7 separate regions of the Mus musculus genome follow, and all the other regions are linked to region 2. A link is a contact called in public Hi-C, HiChIP or PLAC-seq and Micro-C data. All regions are on one chromosome and are shown on one strand. Each heading gives the region's core, a stretch centred on a gene start, on an enhancer-like site or on the middle of the called end of the contact. The rest is flanking DNA. Distances are from core to core; before and after follow the strand shown. Region 1 holds the start of Dio3 (deiodinase, iodothyronine type III). Region 2 holds the start of Dlk1 (delta like non-canonical Notch ligand 1). Region 3 has its middle 4.1 kb from the start of Gm34785. Region 4 holds the start of 3110009F21Rik (RIKEN cDNA 3110009F21 gene). Region 5 overlaps Gm34719 (a long non-coding RNA gene). Region 6 has its middle 43 kb from the start of Gm40577. Region 7 holds the start of Yy1 (YY1 transcription factor).

Region 1 (3,185 bases), core at 613-3,112, 830 kb before region 2:
GCAACTTCCTTCAAGTCTTTATTATTGTAGCTTAAAAGTTTATACACAAGGAATGTTTCCAACACAACATTCACTGATTGGTCTTCACCCCGCCCCACAACCCGCGCTTTCTGCCTAGGACTCCCAAGTTCTTCCCCTTCTCCTTGTCTTAGAACTAATCCCTTCTCCAAAAAGTTCTCGCATCCCTCCTGGGGACCTGCGAACCTCGCAGATTGATTCCCCAAGCCACTTCCTTTGGTCTCGAAGTCCATCCCTTACCATGTCCCTCTTCCACCCCTTTTTCGACGGTTCCCTGTGGAACCCAGAGCACTCTCCCCCTCTTACTTTAGGCGCTGTTTCGAGCCTCTCTGCAATTCAGAGCCGACCCGTGGTCAAGCCCAGTTAGAGGCGGTTCGTCATCAGCAGCCAGGGCTCCAGCGCACCCAAAGCTAGGCGGGGAAATTACCCTGCCCACCCTTTCCCTATCTCGAGCCCCTCCCCCAACCCAGGGATAAGAAATAAACACAAAAGCAGCAGGACTCCCTGCGCTCGACAGGTGGGTGCCAGGCAACTAGCTAGAGCCTGAGGCGCTGCTGGAACCCAGCTGCGCTCAGGGCGCGCGGGCGTGGCCAACAAGTCCGAGCTGTGAAATGCTGGGGACTTTCGCGCTTTGCCGAAGCAGCGCTGGAGACCTGGTGTCAGAAAGTCCAGCAGGTAAACTCCAGCAGGGACAAAGCTGTCAGTTCGAGCCACAGCAATGCTCCTGAGAGCAAGCCAAAAACGTACAAAAGGGAGTCACTATAGCAGAGTCTCAAGTTAGCCAGACTCAGCCTGAGTTCTGTGGCTGTGCTCATCTGTGTCATGGGGATCCCCCACAACCTTTGACTTTCTTTGGAGCATTTGCACGTGGGCTTCGAAGGCCCAGGAGACCCGGCCCACCAATTCAGTCACTTGTCCCTTGGTTATTTAGAATCGATGTGGCCTAGTACCATGCAACTGTTCATCATAGCGCTCCAACCAAGTGCGCAACTCAGACACCTGGTAACCGTCGGGGCCACGGCCTCCCTGGTACATGATGGTGCCACTCTGGATGACGTAGAGGCGCTCAAAATAGGCACCATATGCGGAACTGCTAGAGTTGGCCATAGTGTCCAGGACCAGAGCACAGCCAGGTGCACCTTGTTGTAGTACTCTCGCTGCGCTGACACGGTCCTCCAGGCTGCGGTGCTGGGGGATGACATAGGGTGAATCTGTGGTGACCCAGCCGTCGGATGGGTGGGCTTCCTCGATGTAGATGATAAGGAAGTCAACGTCGCGCTGGTACTTGGTGACCAGGCGCTGGAAGGCGCTCATCCGCGCCATGAACGGTGGTCAGGTACAGCTGCCAAAATTGAGCACCAACGGGCGGGTCCCTTGTGCGTAGTCGAGGATGCGCTGGCTCTGGAAGCCATCAGGTCGGACAACCTCCGAGTTGGGCGCTGGGCCACCCTCATGGGCTTGCTTGAAGAAATCCAATTTCTGGCCATGCCACACGGCTTTGAGAGAGGCCAGGGTGCACAGACGGTTGTCGTCTGATACGCATATGGGCGGGTCGTCAGGGGGCATCTCCTCGCCTTCACTGTTGAGCTCTACTTCGGGCTCAGGGTGGTCAGGATGGCGACGGCGCAGGAAATGCTTGCGGATGCACAAGAAATCTAAAAGCCAGAGCATGAAGGCCGTGCCTAGGAAGCGCGGGAACAGCACGAGGCACGAGGCGGTCTGGGCGCAGAGCCTCAGCGAGTGAAGCAGCAGAGAGCGGAGCATGGTGGCCGCGGGCCCCGAAGCCCCCGGGGGCCCTTCACCTTCTCCGACCACCAACCTCGAGGCGGCCTGGCGAGGCATCTGGTCCTCGGTGCTCTGGGAGCTCAATTTATAGTCAAAGCTTGAATTGGCGGGAGACTCCACCTCCGACCGGGGCCCGCCCCCTTGCAACTTGAGCCCGGAGGGATCACCCAGAGGCGCGGCCAATGCCCCAGAAATCTTGGGTCGAGGGCGGGCGCAGGCTGGTCGAGGGTGGAGCGGTGCGTCCCGGGGCTGGCAGGGGCGGGCCTGAGTCCCGCAGCCCGCTCTCAGGGGCGGGGGACCCCGAAGCCGCTGTGTCCAGGGACTAGGAGCCCGATCTCAGAGCCAAGCAGTCAGTGGTGGCAATGGTGTAACCCGCGCAAGCGCCTCGCACCTCCTAGGTCCCAGCGGGCGGGTCCCAGCCCGCGCCCTCTTCGCCGCGCACCTGAGCTGAGTTCCCCGGCGGCCGCAGCGCCGCGCCGGAGCTCCGGTTCGCTTCCCGCGCGCCGCCGCCAACGCCGCCCACGCTGCTGCTGCTCGTGCGGGGTCGCTGCCCAGGTACCGCGGGAGTCCAGGTCTGCGGCCGCCGCTCGGCCGGCCCCCGGCTGCAGCCCCGCCGGGGACGCGGGCCCGCGAGGAGGCAACTTTGGGTTCCCGCCGCCTTCCCCGCTCGCCCGCGGGCGCCGCTCGACTGCCGCAGCCCGTCCGCCCGCCTCCCGCGCGCGCTCACACTCGCGCCTCGCACACGGCCGCCCCCCGCACCGCCCCGCCACGCACACCGCGCTCCGCGCCCCCCGCCGCTGCCCGAGCTTGCCGCGCGCCGCCCCAGTCCGCGCCGCGCCCGCCCCGTCCCATCTCGCTCCCGCCGGACGCCGCGGTTCCCGGGTCAGCTGCCCCTCGGCTCCAGCCCGGAGGTGCCGAGGGCAGGGCCCGCGGGTGGGCTGGCGCCCAGCTCGGGAGACCCGGAGAGTCGCGGCAAGCGACGCCGGGCCTCGCCCTCGGCCGGCTCCGGGACGCCCTGGGCGCGGGGCGCTGCGGGCGCGGGGCGCGGGGCAGCGGGCGCGGGGCGGCGCCGGCCCCGGGCGGCTCTCCCACTAGGGGTAGCTGTTGCCTGAACGCGGGAGCGCTCCCCTCTCGCCGCTTGCCTCGCCCGGCGCAGCCCCGGCCGCCGGGCGCACCCGTCCCGTTCGTCCCCGGACGTTGCTCTCTGCCCCGGGAACGTCGAGACTGGAGCGCCCGAACTGAGCCACCTTCGCGAACTCGGAGCGCGGCGGCCCGACTCAACCGCGGAGGCGCCCGGACGCGTAAAGTGCGTACTTTCAACAGGGAACGTGTGCTGAGGCTTTTTAGGGGTGCGGGGCAACTCCCCAACAGCGTGGGGCTCT
Region 2 (3,156 bases), core at 455-2,954:
AAGAAAGCTGTGACGCAGTTTTTATTTGGCAAAGCACCCCCCTCCCTTTCAGCCTGGCTCCAAGGCTCCACAGACCCCACCATGGCCCCCCAAACAGTTTCCTCCATTACCTGCAGACATTGTCAGCCTCGCAGAATCCATACTGGGGGTCACAGGGTGGGTCGCATTCAGCCCCTGAGGAAGAGAAAAAAGGTACACAATTCACCCCACAAGGCCTAAAGGACACTACAGAGTCCATTTTCTCTCAAATGGCCTGGGGACCCTAAACAGGGAGTCCAAAGACCCTCTTGGGTCCTACCAACCTGGCACACAGTAGGCATTTCTCATCTGTGAATACCTACCCAGAAAAACAATTGTGCCTGCCCCTAGCCATGGGCTAAGCACAGCACACCCCTGATTCTCCAAGTGCAAAGCAGACACCTTTCTCCCCAAAGAAAATAAGAGCCCCTAGGCCCCTAAAAGTAGGAATGAGGGACAATGAAGAGGTAGCCTTTGACCCCTGGTCATTCTGTCTAGCCTCCCATTTGCAAAGTGAGCTAAAGGGAAGATTTCGAGGTCTCTGGGAAAGCCCAGACAAGCCCACCTGCCTAGCCCACAGGTGAAAGGCTAGATTTTACCCCAAGATTAACCCTAGTTAAACCAGGCAACCAAATCCTACCTCCCACGTTTCTCCTACCCCACACTGGTCACATTAAAAGAACTGCGCAATAGCTCTGCAGGGCCTCTGAGATTCCGACGCTCTTAAGGGAGTCTGACACTTTAATAGACACCTACTGTATGCATTTACTCAACCAGTTTTCGGCCTTCCCAGACAGCCTCCGACCCCCCACTCACAACTATTGGCGCATTGAGGGCTGGGGTCGCTGCGGGAAGGGGCCAACTCTCTCCTACCAAAGACAGATGGCCTCTGCAGACAGAAGTGTCGCAGCCCCTCACCTAGAGAAACACGCCACGCAAGAGGGGCTCCAGCTGTGCTCCTGTTGGAAATTAGGGACTACGACTGCAAAGTCACCCCCCCAAAGCCCCCAAGACCTATTCCTAAGCACATAAGCCGTGACAGACACCCCCAAAGTTGCACCTTAGAACGTTTTTTTTCCTTAAATAGGATACCTCCCAACGCAGTCTCTTTTTTTTTTTTTTCATACCTCCTCAATCCGAGCAACGACACCCCTCTTGAACGCCACTTCTGCCGGGCTAGAAGGGGCTGGGACCCTCCACCTCCCACAAACCCTGGGACCCCGGGATTGGGCTCAACAAGCAAGAGTGGTGCAGGGCGGATGAGGCGGGCACAGTGCAGGGCTTAGGGTTAGGCGGGACGGGCGGGACTTGGGGCGCATGGGACAGGGAGAATGGGGTGGTCGGTGGGGTGGTCGGCGGGGCATCGCAGGCTTCCCCAGAGGGGGCGCAAGCCAAACCGCCAGGGGGGGCTCACCATAGGTGCTGTGGCCGAAAGCCAGCAGGAGCAAGAGGACGCGCAGGAGGGCTCCGGTCGCGATCATCTCGGGGCGGCCTGGGTCGCGGTCCGGGGAGCGGAGGCGGTGCAGGGGCTGCTCCGGGGGCTGCGCTGGGCTTCTGGTTGCGGACCACGAAGGGGGCACGGGCGTCCAGCGGGAAGAAAGCCAGGGTTGCACCGGGGCGCACGCTGCTAAGTGCGGCTGCCGAGGAGCTGCCGCTGCGGCCCGCGCGCCGCCTTTTCGTACTGTCGTCCCCCCCCCCGCGGCCCCCGCCCACGCCCACGCCTCGCGCGCACGGGGCAGGCGCCGGCCAGTCCCGGTGACCCACCCCCTGGCGGGGCCGCCCCCCAGCGCCGCGGCGCCCGGAAGCGGCTCGAGCACGCGGCCGCACTCTTTGGCTAGACGGGTACCTGCGCACGATGGGCACGCGGTCCGCACACAGGACAGCACGCGGCTGGAGGCGGAGGCGGCGGCGCTCACACAGGCCCGCTTAGCGCAAGTCTCAGGAACCAAGCCAGGCGGGCGAAAGCCCTTGCACGCACTCAGAATACAAAAACGCTCACAGACACAGTAAGACACTTAGGGCTGGAGTCCCGCGCACACATGGCGCGGGTCAGAAGCCCAGGAGGACCCAAACGCACACCACGAAGATGTGGAAGATGCACATGATCACAGATGCACACACGAAAACCACCACGAAAAGCCGAAGCCCTCCGACGAGCCTTGCCATTGTGGAGTTTGGGGAAGGTGCAGATGCACTTGCCCCACGGACCCCCAACCCAAACACACCTTTCGGCACAGGCAAACCTTACTGCCTGTCCCTGGGGCACAGGTCACAGACCAGGGCAGCAGGAACACTGATCTGCTCCAAGCAGGGGAAGCGCCAGCTATGAAAAGACTGAGAGTCCTCCTGCCTATGCTGCCCCTCCACGCAGCCCGCCTGTAAACACAGGAGACCACTGGTAAACACCGACGACATCATGCGTCACCCCCCCCCCCCACCCCCTCCTCTCGCAGGTACCACAGTCACAGTCTGGGCCTTATCATTCTGAAACATAAAAGCACTGATTCTTTCCAACATGTACACACCTCGCAGCAACACGTATGCCCAGACCCCAAATCTGTCTCAGATTTGTGGAATCACCCAACAAACACACAAATTACACCAAAGCACACATAATCCAAATCCATCTTTGTTCACCGTGACACATGTCGACAGTTCACCAATATGTTCACCGTCAAATGCAGACAGACAGACAGACAGACAGACAGGCACACACACACACACACACACACACACACACACCCTCACTTAGTGGCTTTCAACCAGGGATGGCTTAGAGGATGGGATGGGAGTGTGTGTGTGTGTGTGTGTGTGTGTGTGTGTGTGTGGGTATTGATTCTGCCAGTGTCCCTGGGGCAATTCCTTTTTCCTGCAAGACCCCCCAGCAAGGGCTCAGTGCCTTTTACTCAGCTGAGACGCCCCCCATGCCCCATTCTGAGGCTCCAAAGGAGGAGGAGCTGAGTGAAGTGATACATTTATTGGGCCAGGGAGGTGGCTCACTGGGTAAAGGTGCTTGCAGCCAAACTTGAGTTTGATCCTTGACTCCTGCAGTTGCTCTTTGATCCCCACAGAACCCCCTTAAATAAAATGTAAATAAAGTCATTGACATAGCTCCTTTGGTAAATGGGCAAAGGTACT
Region 3 (3,332 bases), core at 678-3,177, 730 kb before region 2:
GAATCCACCTGTTAGCACCTTCGGACCCCTCAGATCCTAACACCGCGGCCGGCCGGGGAGTGAGCGCAGCCTTGCCACCTGATATCGGAAGTTCACTCCTCCGTTTGAGTACCTTTTGTTTTTTATTTGCCTTGACCCAGTTCTAACCGATCCAGACTTGCATTCTCAGAGAGCCGGGATACCACCGGACCATGGTCTCAAAGTCCCAGGGACTCCCAGAAAACTGTGGCCAAGGTAGCCAGCTCAGCGAAAGGTTTTGGGATCTGTAGACTAAGGCCCGCGGAGTTCCTTTTGGTTCTCACTGTCCCCGGGGCTCAAGGCCACAGGCAGGAGCTGGTCGCTGGAGTTGGGACTCTTTGCTTCTGCACCCTAGTGCTCCAGACTTGAGTCTAACCTTGCACGCATAGAGCGCACCAGCTTTGTCCGCTTTGGCCAAGCCTGGGAAGGGGGTCCCCAGGGTCTGAGTCCGCGGGCGACATTCGGAAAAGGATGCGGAGGGTAGAGCGGGCACAACTGGCTCCCAGGCCTGAATCGCAGCGGCCACACTGATGAGCCCTCCCGGGGCGCGCGGGACCACCCACACCGCAGGCGACGTGGGAACTCCGCGGTCACACGGGCCTCCGCAAGGTCGTGGGCTTTGACTGTCCACAGCACAGTGTCGGGGCACTGCTGCCGGAGTCAGTGTCTTGGGTGGCTAGATTCCCCCACTCCCAGACCCCCAGGCCTGCCCTCGTGGATGGAGCCCGCGGCGCCAGGCACCAGAGGGATGTTGGGCTCTGAGGGCCCAGGGCGCAGTTCCAAAGACCAGAAAATGGAAACTGAGAAAAGAATCCCCAAATCCGGCCGGGCCGCAAGCCCACCAGCTTACATAAAGCCCCAGAAACCCGCCTGCTCGCCCGCGGCCTCCAGGCCCGAGGGGAACAATCATGGAGCGCCTGGGCAGGCTATCCTGGGGTTGGCACTGCCACCGACCCCCTGACCAAGGGCCTGGAGTGACCCAAGGAGGGGGCAGGGGTCTCGGCCTCTTCCCAATCTTTGCTCCGAGAAACGTTTAACTGGCCTTTAATCACATTAGCAGCCGGCCCCAATTAGGGACAAGGGAGGGGGAGGCAGGAGGAAACTGCCCGCCGTGTCACCCGAGGATAAAGATCCTTTCATGTCCTTGGCCTGGCCTCGGGGCAATGCGGCGGGCCACCACCCCCGGCCTTTGATGGCCGGCGCCTGGCCGCCGCCACCTTCTTTGCCCTCTGCGCCCCACGATGTGCCATCGCTATCCGGGTCCGAAGTGAGTGCGCCCGCTCGGCCTTCCCGCTGCCTGGCGGAGCCCAAGCAGGTGCTCCAGTGGGCTAGGCTTGCAGAGCCTTTGCAGACGTGGCACCTGCCCTTCGGAGGCCCAGGCTGGCCAGATCCTGGTAAGGACCTGCCTTAGGAGTGCTTCCAGAGAGGGTGATCCAACACCACGGGCATCCCTGACAGGGTTACCTGTGGCCTCCTGAACTCCCCAGTGAGGGAGGAGGCGACACAGCCCTGGGTGTCCACAGTAAAGCACAATTCTTGCTCAAGTCATGATCAGGTCCAGGCGGGGTGCCACAGTGGCCGGCTTCCCCTGCTTCAGGTTTCCGAGTCCTTCCGGACACATCGGGACTCAGGGACCAGAGCGAGCCGTGCGTCCTGTCAAGTAGTTGCCTTGCGCACAGGCTCAGGCGCTGCTCGGGTGAGGCTTACCTTTCTTGGCCAGGCTTGGTGCCGGGCTCGCTCTGGACTGGACCGGGCCGGGGTCGGGCGAGGACAGCGGCCTCCCGCGCCGCCGGAATGCTGATGCTGCTGGCCGCCAGGGACTCGCCGTGGCCGCCCAGGACCCCCACCCCACCGCGGCAGCTGCAGCCCAGAGCCGCGTGACCCTAGCCGCGACCTCCCTGAGCTAGGCTGTTTGTCTGCACACAAAAGAGAACACTCATATTTTTCTTTTCTCAGTACAGACTTCACACCCACTCCACCTCCCCTCCCCCCAGCTATCCCCCACCTCACACACACTGGGCTGAGAACCTCTTTTTCTCTCCGCACCCACTTTGTCTCGCCTTTTTCTACTATTTAATTCCATAGTTGTCTTCGAGGATGTCAGTGTAGCTTAGAAAGTTTCATAGAAAGTCAGAAAGCAATTAGAGAGGCCCTTTTATTGGAGGCTTTTAAAGGGGAGTTTGAGGACTGCACACAATCCCATTAAGCGGCCAAAACTCCCACAGCCTTCAATAGGGCTCCTCAAGACTTCGACAGACTTTCGGCGGCTCATTGGGAAAGAGAGATTTCTATTTCCAGATCCATACCCGACACACAACCGTGTGGCCTTGAACCTTTCCTTCTTTTCTCATCGGAATCTCCACCGGACTGAACATTAATTGACGTCTACAGAGCTGTCCCGAGGTCTCTGACAAGTGCTTATGAAAACTTCAAGCCCTTTAATACAGCTACCAGCATCCTGACTGTTTATCTGAATTAAAAAAAAAAAATCCAGCCAGGTTTTTAGAAATGTGAGCCTGATCTTTAAAAACAAGCTTTTACCTTTCTCAGATTATAAAAAGAGATCAGCTAATGTTTGGAAAATGGCTCAGAGAAATTACACTTCCCATTTGGGGTGGGGTGGGGGTAGGGGTACCGTTCATGACCAAAGTTTCAGCTTAACTGAAATTTAATTCACTGAAGAATTGGATGGGAGGGGGGCTGAGGAAAAAGAATTGGGGATTCTAATGCTAATACAGGCCTGCTACTGTGGTGGTGTGTGGCCAGACCACCCTGCCCCACAGTGCGTCTCTATCAAGTCTTGATTCCAAGGGATGGAGTTACCACTGGGGGGTGCGGGTGGGGATGTCCTGCTGGATGTGAATGTGTGTGCCCACATTCTGGCAAGTTCTATACAGCACAGCCTTTGCTTCTCTGTTCTGGAAAAGAATTTCTCTTGACAATAAAAATGAATCTCTTCTTTAAGAAGGCAATATGTAAAGAAAGCAGGTGTGTTAAGGAAATAAAATAATAGAAAAAAAAAAAGTTGGTACTTGGTTGTCAAAGCAAAGTGCCAGGCTTAGCGCAGTTAGGATTTTTGCTCCTGGTGGGTGAGCACAGATGTTCATTTGTTAAATAGAAGTTTGAATTTGACAGTTTCTGGATTCAATTTTTGGAAAGGAAAGGAGAGGAGAGGAGAGGAGAGGAGAGGAGAGGAGAGGAGAGGAGAGGAGAGGAGAGGAGAGGAGAGGAGAGGAGAGATTCTTGATTAAGGAATTTATGATTTAGATTCTTCCTGCCTGCCCTGGTTGTGGGGGAGTTGGACTATTTTCTAG
Region 4 (3,041 bases), core at 270-2,769, 700 kb before region 2:
CATATATATATATATACATACACACACTCATATATACTTACACAAATGCACACACACATGCACACAGACACCCCACACAAACATATACACACATACACAGATACATATGCACATGGACACCCCTACCCACCTACATACACATGCACACAGATACCCCCCAGACACAGATACACACAGACATACATAGATATACACACTACACATCGCATACAGACATACATACAAATACCACACACAAATGCACACACAACAAACATACCACTCCTGCACCCTCACCCCACACAGACACACATAGACACACACCACACACACATATACCACACATACACACACACTACACACACACACCACACCAGAGACACAGACACACACACACCACACACATGCAAATAGATAACCAAATGATAAATAAAAAAAATCTCTAAAATAACATCCAATTGATAGCGTGCATGGTGGCACCTGTCTGTTAGCCTTAACATTTGGGAGGCAGAGTTAGAGGACACAGAATTCGAGGCCAGTCTGGACTACATAAGACCCTGGCCTCAACAGCTTTTAAACAGAAAAGTGATAGGTTATCTATGATCTGAAGCTGGCAGGGGGAGCAGAGGGAGAGCCCTGAGAAGTCTGGCTGAAGTCAGTGAGGGCGAGAGCAGGGTTGGCCAGGCACTCACAGCGTAGATGGAGATGGGAAGAGTGTGGGAGAACCCAGTGTGGTTGGAGCTGAGCAGAGGCTCAGAACCTTCTGCTGGGACAGTGAATGCTTCAACGCCCTGCGTGTTCTGCATTCCCTGTTGCATGGGGGAACCCTCAGCTCTGCCCAAGTGCTATGAAACTGACCACATACTCATAAACAATGCAGTGCGGGGCGGCTATGTTCTAATAAAGCTTTATTTGCAAATGCGGGCAGTGGGCAGCATTCTCATACTTGTGGCTTTCAGATCCTTGATCTTAACAGGATGACGGTGGTCACACCCCCTAGGAGGGGTCTGCAGATGTTTCTGATTGTCAGGACTTAGGGAGGGGAGGCTAGGAATGCTGACTAATGTCCTGTGATACACAGGACGACCCCCATGATAGCACACCACCCCCTAACCCCCACTGATGTTAACAGTGCCCTGGCTAAGAATTAGGGTCTGAGCACAGAACAACCTGTGGCCATGTGATCACTGGGGACGGAGTGACTCAGGAAATGACAATGTGGGTTTGCCGTCACGGACTCACCTCTTCTTTCCATACAGCACATGAGTGGTGTGAAAACGATGAACTCCCCATTAAACTTAGGTCAGTAACTAAAACCATGAATGGCCTGGCTGGAGGGCTGTAGTAACTTTAAACACATTTCTTTTTACTGCGTGTTTATGGGCAGCCATTTAGGTCTCTCCAGAAGGACATGCTGCATCGATTAAGATCTCGGTGGGTCATGTGTTCGGAAAACATTAAACAGACCCATGCTGCTCTGAAAGCCTCTGCGGTTCCCTTCCCCTGTGACCCCAGGGTCCAGCCACACAGGACTGTCCCATAGATGAGACTCTGCTCCCTCCAAACGTCGACCACACATATGCCCCATGGGCTTTTGTTTTAAATCCCCTCTTTGGTTCTATTTGCCTCTTAGCATGGAGGAACTTTGCAGGGATGACTTGGGGCTGAAGGGCAGTTAGTTGAGCTGATTTACTCTCCTGGGTGAATATTAAGCTCTATTCATTTCTTATTCATGTCTGAAGAACCTTCATGAATGTATCATCAGCCATAGCAGGTAAGCACGTGGTCAGCTCTGTGCAGGTGGGTGCCCTGACAGCCATGCCGGAGTCCCGGTCCCTTCTATATCTCTATGTGCCTACAGAGTGGCCCAACTTACTGGCCTGGTTGTTGATGCCTTTGTGGCTTTGGGAAGCAGGGTTGGGGTGTCTTGTCTACCCCCAAAATTCTTCTGTCACAGCCTAAAATAGTTTTGGAAAGAAATACTCTGTTTCTCTTACAATATTTTCAAGCTATTTGAAAAATTTACAATACTGTTCAGTGTTGTAACTTTTGACATACTATAACATCGCCTTTAAAAATACTTGTTACATTATAACATGCAGTTTGGTGCCTTAATGAGCTGATAACCAATGCCAATGCTCTTAGAAATATCTGTGTTATTTCAGTTTTTAAAATTGTATACTTTCCCACATACATATCTATGGCAAGGTCTCAGCGTGTAGCTCCATTGGCCTGGAACTCATTATGTACAGCAGCTGGCCTCAAACTCACAGAAATCCTCTGCCTCTGCCTCCTGAGTGCTGGGATTAAAGACATGCACCACCATGCCTGGTCCAACACTGGTATTTCTTTATACAATTCATCTTATATATTTTAAAAATAACACTTGCCAGGCATGATGGGCTCATGCTTAGAATCTCGGCAAAGAAACTGAGGCAGGAGGATTAACAAAAGATTAAGTTCACGCTGGAGCCAGCATCTCACTAGCCTGGGTGATGGCCTGAGACCCATCTCAAAATAGCACAACAAAACTTTCATTTTAAAATAGTTTTAGACTAATTGAAGTCTTTCAAAATGGGCAGTGGTCCCGTATCCTATACTGACTCCTGTGACGGCATGCTACAATAACAGGACACATTAATCACACCGAATGCCCCAGTCCCCAATGCATTAGTATGCCAGGACCCACCCTGCCTCCACCTCTTTACTTCTGACTGTTCCCACATGCCGCTCCGTGCCTGGGTGCATTTAACGAGGACAGTCTGTTTGATCTTTCCTTACACTTGATCGTTTGAGGGACACTAGTCAAGTGTCTGCAGGGTTGGCCTCACTGGGATTCATCTGGTGTTTTCCTGGTGCTTAGCCAGGTGTTGAGAGGAAGGCCCAGGTGAAGGACCGTTTCCTCCACCGCTCTCCTGGACACAGGCTGTCAGCACGCCCAGTCCCTGCTGTGTTGACCCTGCTCTGTTGACCTACATTGCCCTGCTGACGCACTGCTGGGCTTCCCCACTGAGAAGCTGCCAATCTTCCTGGTTCCCTAGTGTCCTCTTTGGGAGGAAGTG
Region 5 (3,339 bases), core at 801-3,300, 610 kb before region 2:
GGGAGGACAGATAATTCTGTGGCACCAGTAGAATAATGGTCAGCTTGGGTCATGAAATCCTGTAGCCAGCACAGGTATGAGGTGTGCTCAGAAGCTCTGTGTCATACAGCAGGCTGTAAGAGTATAAGTTCTGTAACCTCTTTTCTGGGTGGTATCATTTCTCAGGAAAGCCCTGGTTGAGAGGGAGGTACTGGACTATTGGAGAACAGGAGTGGGTGAAACAGTCCTCCCTTTGGCTAGCAGTATCAAACTTATTGTCTGTTTTCCCACCAAGTTAATTATTCCCAAAATTACCTCTTTGTTTTCTTTAATTCCCTTGGCACATTTTTAGATTCCTGCACTAGTCACATGTATATGCTCATTTGCTTATTTTTAGAACCCCACCCTTGTCTTCTTTACATGGGTCATTTGTAGCTATCTTGTATTCTGGCTTGGCTAATTCTACTGTCTTGCAAGTTTAGATCTAAACTCTATTTTGTTTTCCTGCTGATGCCCTCAGCTATACCTGCTGCATGGGGACCAATCTGTATATGCCCATCTCTTCAACTCTTAGAACTGTGGGATTTCTGCTGCTCACACTAGGAAGGGGTTTGTTATCTTCAAGGACCCTGACTCCAGGAGCTCTAGATGCAGCTTTCCTGAAGCTGGTGGCTCAGTGTCAGACGCTGTGCTTCAGGGCTGCCCCTCAGTTTCCGTGTGTGTGTGTGTGTGTGTGTGTGTGTGTGTGTGTGTGTGTGTGTGTAGAATTCTGTTTGTAGCTCATTGTTGTTCCTTTTCTGTGGTGTATAAAGAAAATCTTCAGGGGGTTATCAATTCTGGGAACCCAGTTCAAAGTACTTTTGTTGTGGTAAATATTAACTGGGGGTTTCTATCCACTTTTTAAATCATTCAGTCCCCAAATAAAATATACAAAACATTTATATTTATAATAAGCCTTAAAGTGTTAGAGCTGGGCAGATATCAACCCTCTATGCTAGTTTGTCTACCTCCATCACTAACCCTGTTGTGTAACTTGCCATCCTCCATCTGGGCTGCTCTTACTCTCACTAGCCATGTTCTCATAATTCACCTATCCCATGGCATCTTCTCTCTTCACCTCTCTGCTCTCCTCCTTGTGGTCTTCACATCATCACTTGGTGTATCTGAAGATTCCCTCAACCCTGAAGGCCTCCTGGTCAGGGGCCAATATTAAGCATCACACTATATAATAACAGATCAAACCTCAACATATTTCAGATATACTTATTTTGTGTGTCTGTGTGCTTGTGCGTGTGCGTGTGCGTGTGTGTGTGTGTGTGTGTGTATAAGGTGGCAAGAGGATGGTGTCAAAGAACTTGGAGTTAAAGTACAGGCATTTGTGAGCTACCTAATGTAGTACTGAGATACAACTCTGGTCCTCCTGACAGAGTCACCAGAGTTCGTAACCATCAAGCCATCTCTCCAGCCCTTTTGCTGTTATTCCAGATTCAGAACTTCGTGGCTTTGCAAAGATTCTGATTCTTACAGTGGGGGCGAGATGCAACTTGATTTTCTCTGTGTAGCTTTCAGCATCTTAGTATCCTGGACAGAAGCACTCTGCTGCCTTCCCTCTTGATGTAAACAAACAAAGCAAGCTTCTGTCCAGAGAGCCACTATTCACCAGGGCTAGGATCCTTCTCTCAGTCCCTCACCTGGCACCTTTCTGTGTCCCTGCCTTCCACACCATGACTTCTTTCCTTGCAACAGCCCTGTCTGTTTTCTGTCCTGCTCAAGCCCCTGTTCATTAATGTGGTAGCTTCTGGCAGCCTGGCAGCCTGCTCCCTGCTTTGGTGGCATATCTCTTGCAATCTCCACTTAGCCCACCCAGGACCCCACTGAAGGCTGATGACGGTTTGGTTGTCTTCAGGACAACAGAGTTCAGAGTGACTAAGAGAGTTTCCCGTTCCTTCAGTTCCTCCCACCTAAGCTGCCTTTTTGGCATTCACAGCAGGAGCCATAGCTGACTGCAGTGGCTGTGCCTTGGGAAGGCAATCAGGCCAGGATGGAGGAGGCCTGGTGATGTGGGAAGGGTGTTGGCCAGTGGTGAAGGCTGCATTCCTAAGAGGGTTCTTTTGGGGATGCTGCTCCAGAGAAGAGTGGGAATGTGGGGGAGAGAAAGGAATGCTCCTTCAGGAATGAGCTGTGGTTTCTGGGGGCAAGGTCAGACAGAGCCAACCTCTGCTTTGCTGGAAGCCACCAAGGGACCCGTCCAAAGGGAAATGCTTTGTGTGTATCAGCTTTGTATGGTCTGGGACCCAACAGCATAGAATTCAGTCTTCATTTTGGCATCTTGGAGATAAACAGTATTATTCCACCATGCCCGGTCCCTTGCCTACCACTGTACACCTCTGCTCCCTGGTGCAGGCTAGGCGTGGAGGTATCCCAAGAAGACTAGACAGTCAAATGTGCCAGTGCTGGCTAATTTTTTGTCAAGTTGACATGAGCTAGAGTTATCTGAAAGGAAAGAAACTTAGTTGAGAAAATGTTTTCCTGCTGGGTGTGGTGGCACATGCCTTTAATCCCAGCACTTGGGAGGCATAGGCAGGCAAATTTCTGAGTTCCAGGCCAGCTTGGTCAACAGAGTGAGTTCCAGGACAGCCAGGGCTACACAGAGAAAACCTGTCTTGAAAACAAACAAACAAACAAACAAACAAAACAAAACTAAAAAACCCAAACAAACAAACAAACAAACAAAGTGAGAAAATGTTTTCCTAAGATCAGACTGTAGGACCCTTTCTTAATTAGTGACTGATGGGGAGGGCTCAGCCTATTTTGGGCAGGGCCATCTCTGGCTGGTGGTTCTATAAGAAAGCAGGCTGAGCAAGCCATAGAGAGCAAGCAGATAAGCAGCACTTTTTCATGGCCTCTGCATCATCACCTGCTTCTAGGTCCCTGCCCTGTTTGAGTTCCTGTCCTGATTTCCTTTGGTGGTAAAGAGTGATATAGAAACGTCAGCTGAATAAATCCTTTCCTCACCAACTTGCTTTTTTGTCATGGTGTCTCGTCAATTCAATAGAAATGCCAGCTAAGTCAATGTTCCTTCTGTTATGCTCTACTGCTCTCCCCTTTTCTGTCCAGCTGGAGGATGACGCCCGTGGTGACATGGACCATGCTTCATGGCTTCTGGAAGTCCAATGGTCTGCTATCTTTTCCTTTTCCTCTGTCTGAGGCTTATGTCGTTACCCTGTGCTGGTCACACCAAGCTCATCTCTGGGGTCAGGCATTGTCTTGTGGATTGGCCTCTCCTCCTAAGCAGCTGCAGTGTTTCAGGGTGACTGAAAGTTGAAAAGTCATCTCGTTTAGACCAGCCTGATGGACAAT
Region 6 (3,155 bases), core at 492-2,991, 920 kb before region 2:
TCCTGCTAAGGTCAACCCACCCTGTGTTGTAACAGTCACTCAAGACACCCCCCCCCCCCCAGTGCTTCTCCATCTGGGGTTCCTATGACGAGAGTTGGCAATGGAGAAATGTGTAGAGGTGGGAAGTAGTGGGATAAAAGGGGCCTGGCACATGGTTCCAGCTGTCCCCTGTCCTTCTACCCAGGAGAAAAAGCACTTAGATGTGACAAGGCTGGCCTGCTCTCTCACCTCCAGATCCTCATGGGGGGGGGGGGGGGGAAGGTGCTGCGGGTTTGCGGGTTGTACTGTAGTTGCTTTAGGGGGACTGAAGGTGGCGCTCATGGTACTGCAGGCTCTGGAAGCCTGCCTGCCTCTGGCCTGACAGTACTGGGGGATATTCAGTTTTGCAGCTGTACCTATGAAGATGTGAGTCTAGCCTAGCTTCCCCAACACACTGGGGGGTGAGGGGGGGGCTCTATGCCTTCACAGAGCTGAACCCCTGGAAGAGGGCACTTCTTTGTTTCCTAATACAAAGTTACATTTAGTCCGAAGGCAGGTGCCATGCCACGCTAGCTATGGTTTAGACCAGGGCAACCACAGGACAGTGTTTTTGGTCTAGAAACCTAAATGGTGCAAGCATGTGCAGTCTAAGGATGGCACACACCACTGTACCGTGTTGTCTTTATAGCTGTCCTGTTCTGCAGTGAGCCACCATGCACACAGCAAGCAGCTCCCCAACCCCACCTCCTGAGCAGCACCTGGCTTCCAGCAGCCTCTAGCCCCTGCAGACAGAACATCTCTCACCAAAGCGTGAGCATCCTGGTGGGGGAGCTGCTGGTCTTTCCTAGAGCCTGGAGACTGGCAGGGGGCTTAGGTCCCTAATTCTTTCCTCACTCTCAGAATTTAGGATCTTGCTTTCATTGTTAACCTGGAGGTTGAAAAAGGTACCCTAGCTTAACACCCCCCCCCACACCCACACACACCCCTTTTCTTTGAAAAGTAACAATGCATATTAATTGTTTTTAAAGCACAAGAGGTAGAGATGACTTGGACCCTAAGACCCTGGATGGGCTGGCCACACAGTGGGTGCTCAAGTGTCGCCTCCCTTCCCACGCTGGGGCTTGTTTTGTGTTCATTAAGTTTACCTCGCAGACAGGCTTAAACATCTTGTTTCCTCTCCCCATCGACATAAATGTCTCTTTCATAAGTAACATTGGAAACATCTCTAATATGCTCACAGGTGTGTGAACTGTAGTTTATCTGAATCTTCCATTACTGTGCTTTTAGTCTGTTTTCAATTTTTCTCCTAATAAATGGTACGGCTGATGTCTTTATGCAGGGAAGTGCTTTCATATTTCAGCTTATTTCCTAAGGAGAGACAAAGTAGTCAGGAGAAAGATTAACTTGGTCAAAGGTTTTAAAATCTGATTTCATATTTCTTAAGAGGAAGGCACCTTATGAAACAACTTTATAATCTGTTGAAAAACCTGGTTATGTTCTTTTTTAATATTGTTTTTCAAAAGGACTCGTCTGAGCAATATCCTGTCCCTTTCAGCAGACAGCCACGATATGAAAAGAGATTTGTTCCCTCGCGCTCTTAGGGGGCGATCTGGCTCAGGAAACAGACTCATCGGTCCCCAGGAGTATCTGATGGTTGCTATGGCGACAAGTCATTTAACGCAACACCCTACGAAAGCACTGATCAATAAGGGAGGGGGTGCGATTGAAACAAATTAGCTGGTGTCTGAGTGGCCCTGCGCAAGAACAGCAATAATAGCCCTGTCAGTCCCTCCTGGGGCAGGACCCAGACAGGAGGCAGACGCATAAGCCTCATTCTGGCGCCCGTTGCATGGCGACGCTGCTGACCCAATCTGACCTGGAGCTGGGTCCTGGAGCTGGCCTCCCCCCCCACCCCACCTTCTGCACACTCCTACTGGGGTACCTTGTAGCACCTCACTGCAAAGGTGGGACATCCAGGTCCAGAGGAAAGCTGGAACAAGTTCACAGTTCAACCTCCAGTGGTTCCCAGCTTGGGCCAAACGAAAAGCAATAACCCCTTACCTTTCCTTCACCCGACCATCCTCTCCTAGGGGTGGGTGTCAGAGGGGCAGGGGAGACACAGGGAAACAAACCGTGGCTCAATCTGCCCTATGATGTAGGGTCCGTCAGCCAGGCTTGATGGGTGCTTATAATTGTTGTACCTATTATGAGGGGATAACGTGATAATCTGACAGAGAGTGGCTTTCTGTGTAGCAGATATCCACTTAGACTGACCAAGGCAGGAAGGGTATTGTGGGGAGCCAAGGGGTAGCCCAGGGCGGAGATCACACACAGATAAGGAGTAAAAGAGAGGACCAGGACCCCCAGGTGTGCATCTGCCCTCAGACCCCATAGCTGCAGCCAGGGCTTGCCTATGGGCTGGACTTCCCTGTCCCAGCAGCCTGGGCTGACGGCAGAGGGCTAACCCCCTCAGTTTGGGGTGGGCTGTGAGCCCCTTCCCAGAAGTCTGTCTCAGCGAGTGTCTGGGGTATTTCCTAGAAGCCTTACTTTGTGGGACTGGGGCTTCAGTGTTCAGTGGCTCAATTCCTGAGATCTTCCTTAAAGAATAAACTGGAGGTCCCAGAGAGCAGCCGTACTAGCACTGTCGGCGTCAGGGACCCACCCCGGTTCTCCCCCGCGCCCCCCGCCCCCCAGTGCCCTCATACGAGGACTCATACGATTTGAGCTTAGTGTTCCCTTAAGGCATGGGTACTGGCCAGCATGTGTGTGTGTTATACAGGGGAGTGGGCACACGAGTGGGCAGAGGGATTGCTCACTGCTTCCTGAGGAATGGGGTCTGGTTCTGGAGTGATCAGGAGCCAAGTCTGGGTTGGCAGGTACTAGTTCTAATTTCTTGCTTGTTGCAGTCTTTTTCAGCCTCAGCTTACATATCCTGGGAATGGGCGTGGGCGTGCGCCTACCTTATTGAACAGCTATGTGCACTAGGTAACTTGGTATGTGGTGTTTAGTCCTTTGGAAATAACTCCCTTGGCTCCTTACACAGGTGTCTCTTTATGGGTTCCAGAAGACTAGCCTGGGACCCCAACTCCTGAGAGGGCCAACAAGCAATACAAGATAAACACAGGCTTTGGACTGGACACAGGTGGACTGCAATCTCCTACTCTGCCAGCTTCTGG
Region 7 (2,953 bases), core at 211-2,710, 660 kb after region 2:
GAAATGCTGTGGCTCTTCCTTCCCCTAACTCCCGTTCTAGGTCGATCAGGCGAGGAGCGCGTTGGCAGCGCGGGTGACAGGTTCCAACGGCCGCCGAACCCGCACACGAGCGCCCTACGTGCCACCCAAGTCCCGCCCCGCAGCGGCGACGGCCTGGGCCAGCGTGACCGCGGGGCAGCTGCGGCGGGGCTATGCGCCGCCCGCTCCGGGAAGGGCTTCGGGGAGACGCTTCGCGTCCGAGGGGGCCGAGCTGAGCGGAGCCGAGCGGGGCGGGGCCCCGACAGCCCCCGGGGGACGGCGGGGGAGCGGCGCGCGTCCGCCCTGCGCCACGGCCCTGTCAACGCCCGGCGGGTGGTCCGGCGCGGGGCGGCGCCCTCAACCGGCCCCGCCGCACGTCCGTTGGCTCGGGCGTGGAGGGGCGCTGGCCCCTCCCTCCCCGCCCGCCGCCCCAGCCCGCTTCCGCTCGCACAAACTACGCCATTGCGGCCTAGCCGGGCGCCGCCCCTCCCCCGCGCCGCCATCTTCGCGGCCCGCCGCCCCCGCCATCTTTTGGGGCCGCCATACTTGCCCGGGCGGAGAAGATGGCGGCGCCCATCACACACATAAAACATGGCTTCCCTTCAAAACAAAAACATCCCGAGCGGCGGCGCGCCGCCTGCACTCACCCGAGGACCACATGGTGACCGAGAACTCGCCCTCCAGGGTCTTGATCTGCACCTGCTTCTGCTCCCACTTCTTATTCCCCGGGTCGGCGCCGCCGCCGCCCGCCGCGCCGGCCCCGCCGCCCAGGTAACTCTTCTTGCCGCTCTTCTTGCCGCCGCCCTTCTTCACGCGACCGCCGCCCGACGAGGCCCCGCCGCCGCTCTTGCCGGCCGCCGCCACGGTGACCAGCGTCTGCTCTATGTAGTCGTCGTCGCCGCCGGCCGGCGCGGGCACCGGGATGAGGATCTGGTCCTCGAAGCCGTCCTCGGCGCGCAGCCCGTCCGAGTCGTCCCCGCCGACCACCTCCTCGCGCGTCTGCACCAGGATCACCTCCTGGTGGTGGTGCACTTGGGTCGGGTCGTCCGTCACCAGCGGCTGCAGCGCGATCATGGGCGGGTGGTGGTGGTGGTGGTGGTGGTGGTGATGGTGGTGGCCGGCGTGCCCGTGGCCGCCCCCGCCGCCGCCGTGGTCGCCGCCGCCGCCGTCCTCGTCGTCGTCGTCCTCCTCCTCCTCCTCGCCCACCACCGTGGTCTCGATGGTCTCCACCGGGATGGTCTCCACCTCGATCTCATGCAGCTCCACGATCTCGGCCGGCATCTCCGAGCCGTCCGTGGCGATGTAGAGGGTGTCGCCCGAGGCCATGGCTGAGGGCTCCGCCGCCACGGCCGCCGCGGCAGGCGGCCTCGGCTCCTGGGCTGCGGGAGGGAGGGCGGGCGGGCGAGGAGGCGGCCGGCCGTGGGGAAGGAAGGCAGAGGGAGGAAGGCAGCGGGCGGGCGGGGGGAGAGGGGGCGGGCGGCGGGGGAAGGGGCGGGCGCGGCGGCCGCGGGGCTTCCCCGCCTCCCGAGATCGGTGCGCCCCGCGCTGGCTCGCTCGCTCGCTCGGCCGCTGCCTGTCCTGCTTCCCCGCCTGCCTTCGCCTCGCCTCGGCTGCCTGCCCTGGCTGTGGCCGCGCCTCCTCCCGCCCTCCGGGCCGGCGTTACGCTGCCCCCTGCCTCCTGCGCCTCCGCCTCCTTCCACACAAATACCAACTCCTCAACCCCGAGCCCAGATCTCGCCGCCGCCGCCGCCGCCACACTCTGCTCCGGCTCGGCCTCGCGAGACTTCCGCGGGGCTCTCGGCCCCGCCCCGTCCCCGATTCCCCACTCGCTGTTCCGGCTCTCGCTCCTCCCTCGCTACCAATCGCAGGGCCCCTCGAGGCGCCGGGGCCCCGCCTACTCCCAACCAGGGTCCTCCCGATTGGGGGGGCCCCCGCTGGGGTAGGGGGCGTGGCGGCCCGCACGCGCGCTGGCTGGCCCCCCCGGCGCGTGACGTCAGCTCCGCGCCGCCGTCGCCTTACGGCGCTCGGCGTCGCGCGAACCCCGGCGTCCGCGGTGCAACAGTGACAAAAGTGCCGCTCCGGGGCCCCAGTCGCTGACAGGAGTGGGGCGTCGGCGCTGCGCCTTACGCCTCGGGAGCCGGCGAACTTTCCGCGCGACCCAGGCGCACGGTAACGAGCTGGGGTGAAGGGGGGCGCGCGCCTGGGGCTGGCGTGCTGCCGGCGGGGCGTGCGACCGGCGGCCGCGTGGCCGCAATAAAGTCTGCTCTGACGAGAAACGCCTGTGCTTGATTTTTGGTTTCCCGTTCGTTTTGCCTTTACTCGTTACTCGGGGTCTCGTGCGGTAGCGGCACGGACGGCGTAGCCGACCGTGTGCTGCCACGGGCTCTTTGGTCGCGTGCCGGTGGGCGGCGCGCGAAGGCGACCGCGGCAAGCGGAAGCGGCGCGCGCAGCCTAGGGTTCACCGTTGGAAGTGTGTCCGTTATTCTTTTATGACCCGCGGAAACCGGAGACCCAGCCGTTGGGTGCCTGTTGGAACGAAGGGTCTGGCTGCTCCTGTCGAGCGACTCCACTATTGTAGCTTTCTGAAAACTCCCTTCTATCTTTGAATAACTTGACACAGGCTTCGCCTATTCCTCGCTCATAAACATTCCTTTTGCCGAAAAGGACTATTTAAAAATATTCCTTTTAAATAGTCTTTGCATTTAGCTCTTTGAAAATTCCATGTCTTTTGTGATTTCCCTATTATAAGTAACAGCTTAGGTTTTCCTTGTTCAAATCATCAAATTGCTTAAGATACATTGTAGTGAAGTGTTTCTTCTGTGCTTCCTTTCGATAGACCAGGTGTGGTTTAAAGCAACATAAAGTTAGATTGCCTTTTTTTTTTCCAAGAACCGAAAATTTGAGCCAAGTGTATCTTATTTGTTTCTTAGATTTA

The links. HiChIP or PLAC-seq counts read pairs in DNA pulled down with a chosen protein or histone mark. Hi-C and Micro-C count contacts between places; a contact is called where the count stands out from the background.
Region 1: a contact with region 2 is called in a Micro-C map of embryonic stem cells, with 4 times the contacts expected there. The contact joins the promoter of Dio3 here to the promoter of Dlk1 in region 2. A contact is called at or near these places in 7 of 39 promoter capture datasets (cranial neural crest, embryonic stem cells, hippocampal neurons and 1 more), 5 of 484 Hi-C or Micro-C datasets (all in embryonic stem cells), 6 of 115 datasets of contacts at active chromatin or transcription factors (embryonic forebrain, embryonic stem cells, large pre-B cells and 1 more) and 1 of 9 other capture datasets (embryonic stem cells).
Region 3: an H3K4me3 HiChIP or PLAC-seq map of embryonic forebrain shows a contact between it and region 2, with 4 times the contacts expected there. The contact joins the enhancer-like site here to the promoter of Dlk1 in region 2. A contact is called at or near these places in 5 of 39 promoter capture datasets (cranial neural crest, embryonic stem cells, hippocampal neurons and 1 more), 2 of 484 Hi-C or Micro-C datasets (both in embryonic stem cells) and 7 of 115 datasets of contacts at active chromatin or transcription factors (embryonic forebrain, embryonic hindbrain, embryonic midbrain and 2 more).
Region 4: a contact with region 2 is called in a CTCF HiChIP or PLAC-seq map of the NIH/3T3 cell line, with 5 read pairs. The contact joins the promoter of 3110009F21Rik here to the promoter of Dlk1 in region 2. A contact is called at or near these places in 1 of 15 datasets of contacts at CTCF or cohesin (the NIH/3T3 cell line) and 3 of 115 datasets of contacts at active chromatin or transcription factors (embryonic midbrain, embryonic stem cells and pancreatic cancer cells).
Region 5: a Hi-C map of embryonic fibroblasts shows a contact between it and region 2, with 6 times the contacts expected there. The contact joins the enhancer-like site here to the promoter of Dlk1 in region 2. A contact is called at or near these places in 1 of 39 promoter capture datasets (liver), 2 of 484 Hi-C or Micro-C datasets (embryonic fibroblasts and liver) and 2 of 115 datasets of contacts at active chromatin or transcription factors (large pre-B cells and pancreatic cancer cells).
Region 6: a contact with region 2 is called in an H3K4me3 HiChIP or PLAC-seq map of embryonic midbrain, with 10 times the contacts expected there. The contact joins the enhancer-like site here to the promoter of Dlk1 in region 2. A contact is called at or near these places in 9 of 39 promoter capture datasets (the 3T3-L1 cell line, cranial neural crest, frontonasal cranial neural crest and 5 more), 2 of 15 datasets of contacts at CTCF or cohesin (large pre-B cells and stem cell-derived epiblast-like cells), 13 of 484 Hi-C or Micro-C datasets (the AML12 cell line, CD4 T cells, CD8 T cells and 8 more), 15 of 115 datasets of contacts at active chromatin or transcription factors (the NIH/3T3 cell line, astrocytes, bone marrow-derived dendritic cells and 12 more) and 3 of 9 other capture datasets (adipose tissue, embryonic stem cells and liver).
Region 7: a contact with region 2 is called in an H3K27ac HiChIP or PLAC-seq map of large pre-B cells, with 2.4 times the contacts expected there. The contact joins the promoter of Yy1 here to the promoter of Dlk1 in region 2. A contact is called at or near these places in 9 of 39 promoter capture datasets (the 3T3-L1 cell line, the C10 cell line, the HPC-7 cell line and 5 more) and 4 of 115 datasets of contacts at active chromatin or transcription factors (embryonic stem cells, large pre-B cells, neural tube and 1 more).

Annotation. Positions count from the first base shown.
Region 1 is chr12:110,277,907-110,281,091 of GRCm38.p6, reverse strand. It overlaps Dio3 (deiodinase, iodothyronine type III), which reads right to left and starts at 1,862. Exons shown (of 1, transcript NM_172119.2): 1 at 1-1,862. The coding sequence starts at 1,860. The coding sequence ends at 946. It overlaps Dio3os (deiodinase, iodothyronine type III, opposite strand), which reads left to right and starts at 3,024. Exons shown (of 4, transcript NR_002866.2): 1 at 3,024-3,109. Mir1247 (microRNA 1247) reads left to right here and starts at 2,963; the gene lies at 2,963-3,044.
Region 2 is chr12:109,452,003-109,455,158 of GRCm38.p6, reverse strand. Dlk1 (delta like non-canonical Notch ligand 1) reads right to left here and starts at 1,704. Exons shown (of 5, transcript NM_010052.5): 1 at 1,433-1,704; 2 at 111-174. The coding sequence starts at 1,499.
Region 3 is chr12:110,186,041-110,189,372 of GRCm38.p6, reverse strand. No RefSeq gene overlaps it. Among named protein-coding and RNA genes, the nearest start is that of Gm34785, 4.1 kb to the right of the region's middle. Within about 2 kb of position 1,927, at least 27 of the 459 cell types and tissues checked have an H3K27ac peak or open chromatin away from gene starts, as enhancers often do. A contact at or near this core is called in embryonic forebrain, where this site is marked.
Region 4 is chr12:110,156,551-110,159,591 of GRCm38.p6, reverse strand. It overlaps 3110009F21Rik (RIKEN cDNA 3110009F21 gene), which reads left to right and starts at 1,519. Exons shown (of 3, transcript NR_045466.1): 1 at 1,519-1,753.
Region 5 is chr12:110,065,407-110,068,745 of GRCm38.p6, reverse strand. The region is part of intron 2 of Gm34719 (a long non-coding RNA gene); the gene reads left to right. Among named protein-coding and RNA genes, the nearest start is that of Gm34719, 21 kb to the left of the region's middle. Within about 2 kb of position 2,050, at least 30 of the 459 cell types and tissues checked have an H3K27ac peak or open chromatin away from gene starts, as enhancers often do. A contact at or near this core is called in embryonic fibroblasts, where this site is marked.
Region 6 is chr12:110,373,912-110,377,066 of GRCm38.p6, reverse strand. No RefSeq gene overlaps it. Among named protein-coding and RNA genes, the nearest start is that of Gm40577, 43 kb to the left of the region's middle. Within about 2 kb of position 1,741, at least 19 of the 459 cell types and tissues checked have an H3K27ac peak or open chromatin away from gene starts, as enhancers often do. A contact at or near this core is called in cerebral cortex and hippocampal neurons, where this site is marked.
Region 7 is chr12:108,791,804-108,794,756 of GRCm38.p6, reverse strand. Yy1 (YY1 transcription factor) reads right to left here and starts at 1,460. Exons shown (of 5, transcript NM_009537.4): 1 at 666-1,460. The coding sequence starts at 1,344.